2 separate regions of the Zea mays genome follow, and region 2 is linked to region 1. A link is a contact called in public Hi-C data. All regions are on one chromosome and are shown on one strand. The core of a region is the stretch at or near the end of the contact, and the rest is flanking DNA. Distances in the headings are between cores, read along the strand shown.

Region 1 (6,270 bases), core at 3,317-5,816:
TAAATAATTACATTATCAAGAGATCACTCGTTGTACAAATATGTTTATTTTAATGTATACATAATGATTTTTACATCTAATAATATATATAATTGACAATGTTTTACATAAATAACGAATGAAGTACGATTAATTATAGTGGATGAGGATCCCTTTATCCCCCACAAACGTTTGTGTGGATCCAAGGAAATTTTTTCGTCAACGGGAACAACTATGAGGAGGTAAATGTAGAATTCTCGGTTCCCATCCCTAATCACCATGCAATCCCTAGTCACTACCCATGCAATCCCTAGTCACTACGCAGCCTATGCTGGAGGCGGAACAGGAGGGCACCGAGAGAGAGGGGTAAAGAGCAAGTTGGGGGAAACAAAAAGGCAATCCTAGCCATAGCCATTGACAGGTGGATCTCAAATTGATGAAGAAAACGTGTTTTTCTCAATCTGTTTCAGCAACACCCTCTTAAAACCATCATAAAACCACAAACCATGCTCCAAGGAACCCTCCTAAAATCACAAATCATGCACCAAAGAAATCAGATCGACTGGAGCTGAACCAGTTTCAAAAAGATAGGATGGCAACAACCATTACACAGTTTTATTTCTTATATATTCCATCTGTGGTACTACCTCCGTTCTCTCGAATATTTATCACCACTAGTTCATTTTTGAACTAAACCGCGCCAAATAAAAAAGAACGGAGGGAGTATCAGGTATGGATGCAGGAACATAATAAATGATGTCCAAAACTCAACCTGATCAGAGCACTGCCGAAAACAGCTATTGCAAAACGTTTTCATAGCTGCACCTGGCAGCCGGCACATACAACAGACAGAATCGTATAGACTGACAACTCCGATAACCGTTGCATCTCATCTCATGTGCTTATTCATCAAGTGGGGGGTGGGGGAGGGAGGCATCCCATTTTCACACGACAACAAATTTTGTGTTGCGCCTAAGGTACTTAACCCAATCGACTGGACTTGGTGAAGTATCCTCACGTCTAGCTTGCCTTTGACTCAATTACCCTCTTTGCAAAAGAGGGCAAACAGAATGATGCCGTGTGGATCTGAAAATATAGAAATAGAATAGAATCAGGAAACAGCTTGAGTTCTAATGCAAAGGCGGTGAAATCAGCAAAAATACACACCTCCGAGTTGTAGAACTTAAGGGGTCCTTTTGATTTCGTAGAATGTTCATCCTCCTCGATGTTGAAAACAGGGTGCTGGAAATCAACAGCAGGCCCTTCGGTGGAGCAAAGCATGAACCCAATAACTCCGCTGCAATGGAAGCATATCAACCCAGTGGATAAATAGAGAAACTGGCACAATATGGTACACTGGATTCGTTGTGCATACCTAGGGTATGTAGGTACTGTTGTCCAAGCATAGTTAACTGAGCCTTTGAAAACTTGGCGGCAATTGACGAAAATATCTTCAATGATGTGCATATGTAGCCATATGCTCTCTGCCTGGGTGCATACAACTCCACCTGGACGCAAAGCTCTGGCCACCGACTGGAAGAAAGGCTTCTCAAAAAGCTCCTGAGCAGGACCTGGTTATGCAGGCAGATGTTGATCAAACATTAACGGCAGAGCTAGGTAACAAACACACGATTAACAACAGTTACCTATCGGATCAGAAGAATCCACAATTACTGCATCATATGTACCCTCTGGAGCATTTTTCAAGAAGGCAACCCCTGCATCAACATATCAATGGAGATTTTAAGCATCACATAAATATGTAGCACAGAACTATTGATCAAATACATAACATAAACATCCATCAAATAATGAAGCGGGCCATTAAAAATTCAATGTTGAACTTTTAAAATTATATCAGAAGGAAGGGACATGACAAAAACTATGAAGGAATATCAAGCTGGAACAGTGGAAATGAAAAGCAGGGGCCAGGCCCAGGCGCTATCAGGGGAACTTCAAAATATAGCATACACCAATTTAGTTATGGACCAAATAATAAACAAATATAGAATTATGTCATTCGAAATAAATAAATATAGAATAATAATGCAGTCAAAAGTCTAACAAGAATTAACCTGGATCAGACACAAACCCAACTAAAGATATCAACACAAGTTGAAGTGCTGAAACCAGAAGTTGTATATCCTATATGTATTGATTGTAATAAAGTTCAAGCTACATTTGAATCAGGGGCAAATAAGGCTCAGATGTTGCCTACAAACAAATATTATGCAAAACAAAACAAAAAACTTGGCAAGCAGAGAAACACGGTACTAACCATCTCCAATGTGTAATGACACACGAGGGTCTTCAAATCCAACAGCTAGATGAGGGAAAAATTGCTTGGAGACCTGCACAATGGAACAGACAATTTAAAAAAAAGTACACAAGAGACAAACCATTGAAAAGGTTATATAACTGTTAAGACAGCACATAGTATTATTTCAGGGGTCAGAGAAAGAATAGCACAGATTACTAACACAAAATGTAGTAGTATCAAAATACGAAAATGAATGAATTTTAGAAATTGAATAAGGCATAGCAGGAGCAGCTAACATCACAGTCGAAAAATCAAGTGATATTAGTAAAATCAATTGTAGACCTAAACTTGAAGGTAGATGAAGACATGTAAACCAAACTATTGGCGTTCATACAAGTCTAAAAGAAAGCAAATGCTCTCAAACATCTAAAAGCCCTTAATACACAACCACTGAAATGCATCAGTTACTAAATAAAACATAATACCAGTGGTCACTGCATAGTATTGTCCGAATACAGGAAGAGAGATCTTACATCTACCACCATCTTATCAATTTCACAGATGTCAATCTGCTCCACAGAGATATGCCGTGAAACCTCACGCAAAACACCACCATCCCCCCCTCCAATAACCAACACCTGTGCATCATGAAACAATTTAACGTTACATCCAATAAATTTTAGAAACTAGACATTCATCTGTATACATATTCATCATTTTGAAAAGTACAAATACCTAAATTCACCTAATTAATAAACTTGGCAGTGCAATTGCATCCTAATAAATTTTGCTGCATGTTTCTTCAGGCATTACAAGTTCAAACAAATTATAAGTCAAAACTGTATGAAGTAACCAATGACCTATTCTTAAAGATGTTTAAATTGATGCAAATAGCATCGGAGTACACCTTTTAATGCTAAATGTACCATAGCATGTATGCTATTATCGTTAGATATGATGCCAGCAAGTATTTCAAATTTTCTCAGCAATAATATTATAAGCTACTAATTGCAGTTTTGGTTCGTTTTTTTTTTTTGGCATAAAAAACAAATGAAGGGTACATTCTGCTAAATAACTGTATGAGTCCAATAAAGATGCTTAGGCAAGGTACAAATCAAGGTTATTAAAACAATAAAACGTCGAAACACTCATGGGTTCAGTTTTGACTTTTAAACGTTTAAACTTTTGTTTAAACGTAGTTTTAAACAACATATGAAAAATACCAATATATCATAATTTCAGACAATAACATGAAGTTAAATACCAAAACAGAGAGGTTAGTGGCTTACCAAAACTTCACACATGAACCGGATTGGACCCAAAAGTAACTAACAGACTAGGCCCAAAAATATCTAATGGTCTAAAACGCATGAAACACTGTGTTCTACAGTTCAGAACGCCAAAATGCCAAAACGCGGTTTCAACCTCTAATTAGAGTTTTGACGTTTAAACGTAGTTTAAACGTTGTTTAAACGTAGTTTTAATAACACTGGTACAAATAGCCAAAAAGGGTCATCTCATATACCTTCTTGGGGTCTTTGATGGAGCAAAGGGGCAGGTGAGTAATCATCTCTTGGTACGCGCACTCATCCCTCTCTGTCACCTGAATAACTCCGTCGAGGACAAGCACCTTCCCGTACGTGGAGGACTATAACGCAAAACAGAAAGGCAACAGGATCATGTCCCACCGAAGAATTGCGAAGTGGCTTGGGTGCAAGCAAAAGGCAATAACAATTTACCTGAAAAACCATCACATTTTGGTAGTCTGACTTGCCCTGGAACAGAACCTTCTCCACCTTCAAGGAGTGCGCCTCACCTACCATTTCGACACCGAAACCGACCCATGAGCAAGGGCAAACACACGTGGTTGGCGTGACCCTGACCCCGCAGTGACTAAAGAAGAATATCCGAAGTAAAAAGTGCGCTCAACAGAACAGGGGGAGCATGACGATGCGCAGCGCAGCGCAGCAGAGGACGGAAAACAGGGGACGCACCGGGCCACATGGGGCTGATCTCGGAGAACCATCCTGGGATGACGGCGGAGATTCCCGCCTGCTCGCCAGCACCGGCGACCACCGCCTCGGCCCCCGCCACCGGCGCGGTGGCGTCCTCCCCGCCCTCCCGCGCCCTCTTGGCCGCCGCCTCGGCCTCCATCGTGAAACCCTGAGCGCGCGAGGGAGGAACGGAGAAAGAAAGCCCGAGGAGCTCTCGGTGGGTGTGCGCGCGGCTGGCGGCGTCTAGGGAGGACTTCTGGAGTTGGGAGGTGGGAAGCAGCGCTCGCAGCCGCGGCCTTGAGATTAGGGCTGCTTTCCCGGATGCCCGGATTCCGTTCCGTGTGTGTACTGTGTAGTAGCTTTTGGGAGGGTTTTGGCCTTTTGGGTTCCTCGCCGCGGCCGTATGTGGAGGGCAAGCGGCGCCTCACTGTCCGGTAGGGCCTCCGCTCTGCGGCCGAGTGCCGGATGCTTTATATTCTGCGAGAACAGGTGTGGCCGTATGGGGATGGGCCGATGCGGCCCCGCCTTCCTCCCACTTGCGCACTGCTTTTTATTTATTTTATCTTTATTCGATTCCATGATTCCGGGCTGATTGACGTGCCACGTGATTTACGTGTTTGTCTCTCGTATTGATCGGAGGGATGTTATCATCATCGAAAACATATTATTCATATTTTTATTCGGATTTAAATTTAAATATGAATAACTTCGAATACGAATGCATATACAAATATATGAATATTTTCGGATGCAAATACGGATAATCGTGTGTCGAATACGGAACTAGTCGGATATGGATAACGTTGGTAACAGATTTTTTTTCGGATACTGTGTAAGACATCATTTCACACAGCATTGTTGTTGTAATCGTTTAGCCACTACTTGAGTCCAAACATTTTTTAGAATTATATATGGATATATGTTGTGCCTTTATAAAATTTCATGAAATGGTAAGGCTATTAGTGTATTATTAATTTCTTTCTACATAAAATCATCAAAATACAATTAAATTCATAAAATATTCTGGTTTCGATAGAAAATTGCAAATAACTTACCAAGACTAATAAATATTCTATAAGAAGGTAACTTTAAGTCCCTACGTAAAAATGATAAAGTGAAGTATTAATTATGTTAAAACATGGATACTTAGAGTCATCTGACGTGTAACTCACACAACAAATGGAAGGTAAATGGAAACAATGTTGGCATCTTGTGAATTTATGTTCCAAACATTTTTTAGGATTGTATGTGGACATATGTTGTGACTCCGTAAAATTTCATAAATTTCAGAATCTATTTGTGTATTTCAATTTCGTTTCGCAAAAAAATCATTAAATTTATTAAATTCATAAATTATTCTAACTTCGTCAAAAAATACAAATAAGTTACCAAGACTAATAAACATTATATAATAAGATAACCTCAAGTCCCCATATGAAAATGATAAAGTGGAGTATTGAATATGTAGAAACTTAGATACTTAGACTGTCTCCAGCAACGTCCTCTATATACATCATCTATATCCGTCATTTACAGTCTTCTCTAAAAGATTTCATCTCCTATATCTACTTTCTCTCCAACAACGTCCTCTAAATCACGTCCTCTATATGTAAATACCTATATTAAAGATATTTTTTATTTTTTAATTTTTGTACATACGTATTTATCATACTCTCAAATGTATTGTACATATTTTAGTTTTATTAAACTGGTTGTTTAAAGTATTCAAATAGATAGAGAACCGTTTAGAGAAACTCTACATGTAAATGATTCAGCAGCGTTCTCTAAATTTAGAGGGCCGTTTAGAGGACGTTGCTGGAGGGAGTAGATGACGTCCTCGTCCTCTAAATTTAGAGTACATGACCCTTTAGAGCTCATTGTTGGAGATAGTCTTAGATTGATTTCACATGTAACTCACGTAACAAGTGGAAGTGAAATAGAAAAACGATGGCATATTATGAATTTTATGGTTCAAACATTTTTTAGAAATATATATATGGACATATGTTACACATTCGTACACTTTCATGAAGTTTT
Region 2 (6,561 bases), core at 669-3,168, 180 kb after region 1:
AGTGATTAGAGAGAGAGATTTGCTTGTGTTCTTTCGAGCTCTTGCGCTTGGATTGCTTTCTTCTTTCTTGATTCTTCATTGCGATCAAACTCACTTGTAATTAAGGCAAGAGACACCAATCTTGTGGTGGTCCTTGTGGGAACTTTGTGTTCCAAGTGATTGAGAAGAGAAAGCTCACTCGGTCCGAGGGACCGTTTGAGAGAGGGTAAGGGTTGAAAGAGACCCGGCCTTTGTGGCCTCCTCAACGGGGAGTAGGTTTGAGAGAACCGAACCTCGGTAAAACAAATCCGCGTGTCTCACTTCATTATTCGCTTGCGATTTGTTTTGCGCCCTCTCTCGCGGACTCGATTATATTTCTAACACTAACCCGGCTTGTAGTTGTGATTATTTTTGAGAATTTCAGTTTCGCCCTATTCACCCCCCTCTAGGCGACTTTCACAAGGGGTACATCATTACCCTACCCCTAGCTAGCTCAGGCTACGGGGGAACAAGACCGGCGTCCCATCCAGGCTCGCACCGGTAACAAGTAATGATGGCTCCCCGCGTGCGTCCATGACGACGGTGGCTCTCAGCCCCTTACGGAAGCAAGGAGACGTCAACAAGGTCCCAACTGCCCCGACAGCTGTGCTTCTATAGGGCTCAAACGCTCCTCCGACGGCCACGACACCACATACACAGGGCTCTAGCACCTCTCCGACAGCCACGTTGGCATGTACATAGGGCTCTGGCTCCTCTCTGCCGGACACGTTAGCATATTGCTACACCCCTATTGTACACCTGGACCCTCTCCTTGCATCTATAAAAGGAAGGGCCAGGGCCCTCATACGAGGGGGTGGTCGCGCGGGACTCCCTCTCTCCATCGCGAACGCTTGTAACCCCTACTGCAAGCGCACCCACTCTGGCGCAGGATAACACGAGCCGCGGTTTTCCCCCCTTCGTGTTCCATCTCGCGCCAACCCATCTGGACTGGGACACACAGCGACAATTTTACTCGTCGGTCCAGGGACCCCCCGGGGTCGAAACGCCGACAATTTTACATATCAACAACTATCTTCTTGTCTACTAGAACTAAATTTAAATTATAGATTTTTATAATCCTCAAGAAAAACTGCAAAACTTGTTTTATACTGTAACAATGTATGGATAATATGAAAAATTAAAGTTATATGACATATTTGTGGCTAATATTTTGTATTTTAAATGAAAGAAAAACCTATCAAAATTACATTTTAACTATATGCATGTTCAATAGGACATTGTCATAGTATTATCAGTATATTAACTCATATTATGGATGCCATATTGCCATGGTTATCATAATGATTTATATCTATTATAAAAATTAAGAATAAAGCATAAGTAGATATATAAGATGTAACATTCATGCTCTCGTTTATAACGAATGTGCGTTGACGTTTTTATCTCATTAAAAAACACATACAAATATACTTCCACCATTCCCAAATAAAATGTTTTTTAGAGTTATTTTAAGTTTAGCTAAATTTATAGAATAGAGCGTTCGGAACTAAACTAGTAACATTAGGTAGATTAGCATATCACATTTATATTTTTCGTAAATATGATTAATATAAAGGTGTTTAATTCAATATAATTTTGAAATTTGATTTATGTAGGAGGAGATATTACTTGCTAGTAAAACAAAAAGCAAAAAGATCCAGATCACGTGCCCCCAGCGGCCCAGCCCCCTCCGAATCCGGATCCCCACAGCCGCGGACACGACACGCCGTGCCCGTGCTATTCTCCCGCTGTCGACTCTTTGGTCTGTCCTAAATCAACCCATTTTCCCTCCGCCCAGATCGCTGTGAAGTTGACCCCGCTTCCCTCCCAGCTCAGCGACCTCCTTGCCGATTACGAGTGCCGTGTGTGCCCCGCTCCAGTAAGCCAACAGCTCATTCCTCCTCACCACGCTGCTCGTTACTAACCAAGCAATCAATTTCCTCCTCTTTCCATTCTCCCAGCCACAAATCGATCGGAAACGCACGCCCCTTTCTCTTCGCCTTTTCGCGTCGTCCAGATCTCAGTCGTTCTTCGCTCCATGAGCTAGGAATCCGAGGTGTCCTCTAGGCTAAGCGAAGTTGGCCGGCGGCGGCTAGGATGGGGTTGATATCCGGGATGATGATGGGGGTCATTGTTGGCGTCGCCATCATGGCCGGCTGGAGCCGCGTCATGCGCCGACGCAGCACGAAGCGCATCGCCAAGGTGAGTTGGTTAGGGTTGTGCCGCTGCGAGCAGACTGTAATAAGCCTCGCCCCGTTCTCGCTACACCGTGGAGTTGGATCGTTCAATTCAGGACTAACTGTGAGGCTTGGTCTTTGTCGGATTTGAGTTTCGTTGCGTGTCTCTCTCTTCCTTGCTGTAGGCTGCGGATATCAAGGTGCTTGGGTCTCTCAGCAGGGACGACCTCAGGAAGCTGTGCGGTGATAACTTCCCGGAGTGGATATCCTTCCCGCAGTTTGAGCAGGTTGGCAGCACTTCCACTACCAAAATGTCCGCACCCCTTGCCTTTAGTTCAGTCATTCTGGCGTGGTGTTTCATGTCTATCGTCTCGTGTTTGTGACCTCACTCCTGGATTCACAAGTGGTAAACTGTAGGAAGTTAACTGTAGTTGTTCGAATGAATAGTTTAACAGTAGTTGGGGTCTCACAGAGCGAGTCTTTGACAGCCTAACCCTTGCCAAATTTAGCACAAGTGGAGACACTTGGCTAACTGTGTAGATGTGGGGTTATCTAAGTCTTAGTTTGTAGTTGACTGGATCAAATGTGATATTGAGTCCGGGAGGGCTTGAGTTGAGCGCAATTGATGCATTAGGGTAGCAATATGTTGCAGCACAGCAGCCAATAGTGCTGGTTTGAACACCTTGGGGACTATTTGTGGCTGCTGTCAATTTGATGCACATGCATGGTAGGTTCAGCAGCTACTGGTGCCGTGATTCTGTAATAGGGATGGGGCACTATCAGCATACCCAACGGTGAAACAGAGCTAAAGTACTCTCTTTTAGATCTAATTGCATAATAGTAACTGCTAAATTCTATCCACCGATGTATACAAAAAGGTAGACTGAAGATGCATAGTTGATAGGAAAGTTGTGCATCATCCATAATGGTACATAAATACTAGGAAAATATGATATATTCATTAGAAAAAAATCAAATGTTCTACATCTGCTATGGATTTTTATTTTTATCGGAATAAAATAACTGCACCATCAACTCTTCTTATACCTTCCCAAAATATTCTCTGCCAATATTATTGGCATGCTGAGATATGTGAACTTGGCTGATAGAAGCTCTTTGTATATATATTAATGGCCCGGCCAGCTTGTACTTGACATGTTGACCATGTAACTCTTGTAAACAATTTTTTAATGATACTAGCACTGAAACATGACGATGAAACTGCAGACACTTGGTAGGCATGCATTGACGAGTCATGTACTTGTGTGATCTGCACAGTAGTGGCTACCTGGTTGTCCATGATTAAGAGCCCCAGTGGTCAGTGATGAGAAGAGTTGATGCAAGGTCCATATGCATCCAGTGTTTGGGGTTAGGATGTTTGGCGTTCAGCTAATGGATGTAGGCTGTCAGTGGGATGGATGTAGTAGTGGGCAAGGAGAAAGCTTTTACCTAGCCTAAGCTCTCATTATTTTTTGGGGGTAGATATGGAGGTGGAGGGGTATTCTTTGTTTGATTTTCCTTCCCTAGTTTTATTTTTGACACCTTCACAGCTTAGTGTATACATATTACATGACCTTATGTGATTGATCAAAAGACTTTGATGCTGAACATTCAGCAAACCTAGCTGCTTCGTGTTTCCTTTCATGAAGTGATTGCTTATAATTCATAAAAGACATAAAAGGGTAAACCTATCGTTCGTTGCTAGTTTCCTTTCTTCATAGGGAGGTTCTTTCCAAAGTTCTTAGGAGTGTAACCATGGAAGTTGGAAGAGCAATACAAGCTAATTGTTAGTTTATGTTGTTCCGTGATTTATCCTATTTTTTTTAGAATGCGCAGGAGAACTGCGTTACAATATATATTAAGAAGGAAGGTAACAAGGTCTAAGAAGACCCAAAAATACAAACCAAGAGACTCCTTACGGAGGCCAGACACATGCATAAAGAAGGGATCCATGGGAACAGGTTCACCACCCAACAAAACAAAACAGCAGCCCTCAGGAACCAGGCAGGGGGGCTGCCAGGAAGGATAGACCCTTGGCCCCTGCAACTTCCCATCGGCTCCTTTCTTCATCCGCCTGTCTGAGGATTAGAGACAGGTTGGGAGAACCATTATCAAAAACACACCTATTACGGTGTTTCCAAACCGACCAGGCCCCTAAGATGATGAGGGAATCAAGACCTTTCTTGGTGAGTCCATTCACTGTCTCAGAGGCTTCTTCCCACCATTCCAAAAAGGAACTGGTACCTGGCTTCAGGGCTAGTACCAAATTTTCTCAGCACCTTGTACCAAAACACCCTTGTAAAAACACACGAGACAAGCAGTTGATTTAAAGATTCGGACTCCTGATCACACAGAGGACATTTGCTTGGGTGAGGTAAACCTCTCTTGGCTAGTCTATCAGCTGCCCAACACCTGTTCTGCCAGCCAAATGAAAAAGCGACATTTTGATGGGGCCCATGATTTCCACACCGTTTTGTAATGCCCGAACAAAGTTGAGCCCAGGCAGATTTGGCTGAATATCTGACGTCTGGAGCAATGCTAAAAATGTGCTTATCCTCCCTGCCAGGTTGTAACTCATAACCAGAAAGAATTTCCCAGAGGTGGAGGTAGTCTGTTATAGCTCCGACAGTGAGAGCCTCTTTGGTGTCACAAATCCATCTTCTATTCTCTAAGGTCTCTTGGACAGTTCTTTTGCTAACAATTCTTTTAGGAATTATGGCGAACAGCCGAGGGGCCAAGTCAGAGATTCTTTCTCCCTGCAGCTACTTATCTGTCCAGAACATGGTGTTTGCTCCATCACCAACCACAGAGACAAGGACCCTGGAAAAGAAAGCCCGAGCCTTAGCAGGCACCTGAATAGGCAACCCAGACCAAGAGCGTATAGTATCAGTTTTTTGCAGCCATAGCCACCTCATTCTGAGAGCCCAACAGAGCTCCTGGAGACTAGAAATACCCAGCCCTCCTAGCATAAGAGGTCTGCAAACCTTTCCCCAAGCTACTAAACAATGCCCTCCTCTGACGTCCTTTCTACCCTTCCATAAGAAACCTTTTCTGATTTTATCAATCGCCTGCAGGGCCCAACGGGGGATATCCACTGCCATTGCCGTATAAATAGTCATGCATGTAAGAACATGTTGCACAAGAATTCTTCTTCCTGCTCTGGTCAAAAGGTCAGCCTTCCAATTTGGAAGCAGATCAGCAACTCTTTCAACCAAAAGGCTTATCCTATTTGACTACTGAACATTAAACACAGGCTTGGTCGTCAATTACTAATAACTAGAACATTTCTTTAGTGAACCAACACAACACAGATAAGCATTTTCCACTAAGTGAGGGAAGTTGAAGGGTGAAATTTTTTACGCATCACCTCTTAAATCATCACAGGACTACATAAGTAACGAAAATTGAATTTGTATATTTAGATATTAGTTTATTAGCTTTCGTCACACTGTAAATAACTATGATGATTGGTTTGACTTTATCTATGTATAGGATATCTTGGTGGTGCAAAGAGTTTGTATTAGTTTTTCCCTTTTCTACAAAATATTCTGTAATAAAATTGAGAAGTTGTTCCTGCCTCTGAACATATTCTGTACCTCATCGGACTTGCAGAATTAATATTTAACTGTTTGCTGCAGGTTAAATGGTTGAACAAGCATCTGAGCAAACTTTGGCCTTTTGTTGTAGAAGTAAGTTTAAAGCTACTTGAGTCTTAATCTTGGTTATACTTCTGCAAAATACTTTGCTTATCGTTATTATTTTCTAGTAATAATCATCCATATGATATACAATTGTAGTGTTCTTCATTCCTTGTATGATGTTTCATATTGTTGATTCCCTAATTGCTATGTCTCATCATATTCCTTATTATTTTCTATTTTTTTGATTGTGTTACTTTTCTACCTACCTGACCTCTTGAATTAATTTTGTCAATGTGCTGAGACCAGAAATTCTGAGCATGACAAATAAGTAAGTTCTTGTCATTTGGAGTCTCCATTTTATTGGTATTGATTGTTCACATCTTAGAATAGTGAAACCAGTCAACCACCTTTGCTGGACTTGAAAATAGGCATCAGGACATGATCATGTACATGGTATTTTCTTTAATCTATACTCGTAACTGGTCATTTGTAAAGGCTGCAACGGTGATTGGATTAGGAAGTGATTTATACTGGACCCTATCTGATTCCTAGTTTTCTAGATTCACTGAAAAATGGAGTACTTTTTAATGGTACATTATGACTTCCTAACTTTTCTAGATAGGTTAAGCTGTTCCACATTTATGAAAATTTGAATTTTACATTATGACTACAGTTCCATCAGGCAGTGTCAGCTGTTTGCATATCCATTTTTGTTAAGACATGCC

Evidence for each region. Hi-C and Micro-C count contacts between places; a contact is called where the count stands out from the background.
Region 2: a Hi-C map of seedling shows a contact between it and region 1, with 5 times the contacts expected there. The contact joins the promoter of LOC100384434 here to the promoter of LOC100272866 in region 1. A contact is called at or near these places in 13 of 25 Hi-C or Micro-C datasets (bundle sheath, ear, endosperm and 5 more) and 1 of 3 datasets of contacts at active chromatin or transcription factors (seedling).

Annotation. Positions count from the first base shown.
Region 1 is chr7:34,973,017-34,979,286 of Zm-B73-REFERENCE-NAM-5.0, forward strand. LOC100272866 (Spermidine synthase 2) reads right to left here and starts at 4,567. Exons shown (of 9, transcript NM_001147319.1): 1 at 4,234-4,567; 2 at 3,979-4,055; 3 at 3,765-3,887; 4 at 2,773-2,877; 5 at 2,258-2,330; 6 at 1,626-1,697; 7 at 1,355-1,550; 8 at 1,147-1,276; 9 at 759-1,065. The coding sequence starts at 4,393. The coding sequence ends at 1,000.
Region 2 is chr7:35,160,207-35,166,767 of Zm-B73-REFERENCE-NAM-5.0, forward strand. LOC100384434 (Calcium-dependent lipid-binding (CaLB domain) family protein) reads left to right here and starts at 1,919. Exons shown (of 11, transcript NM_001176971.1): 1 at 1,919-2,220; 2 at 2,381-2,482; 3 at 5,834-5,884. The coding sequence starts at 2,116.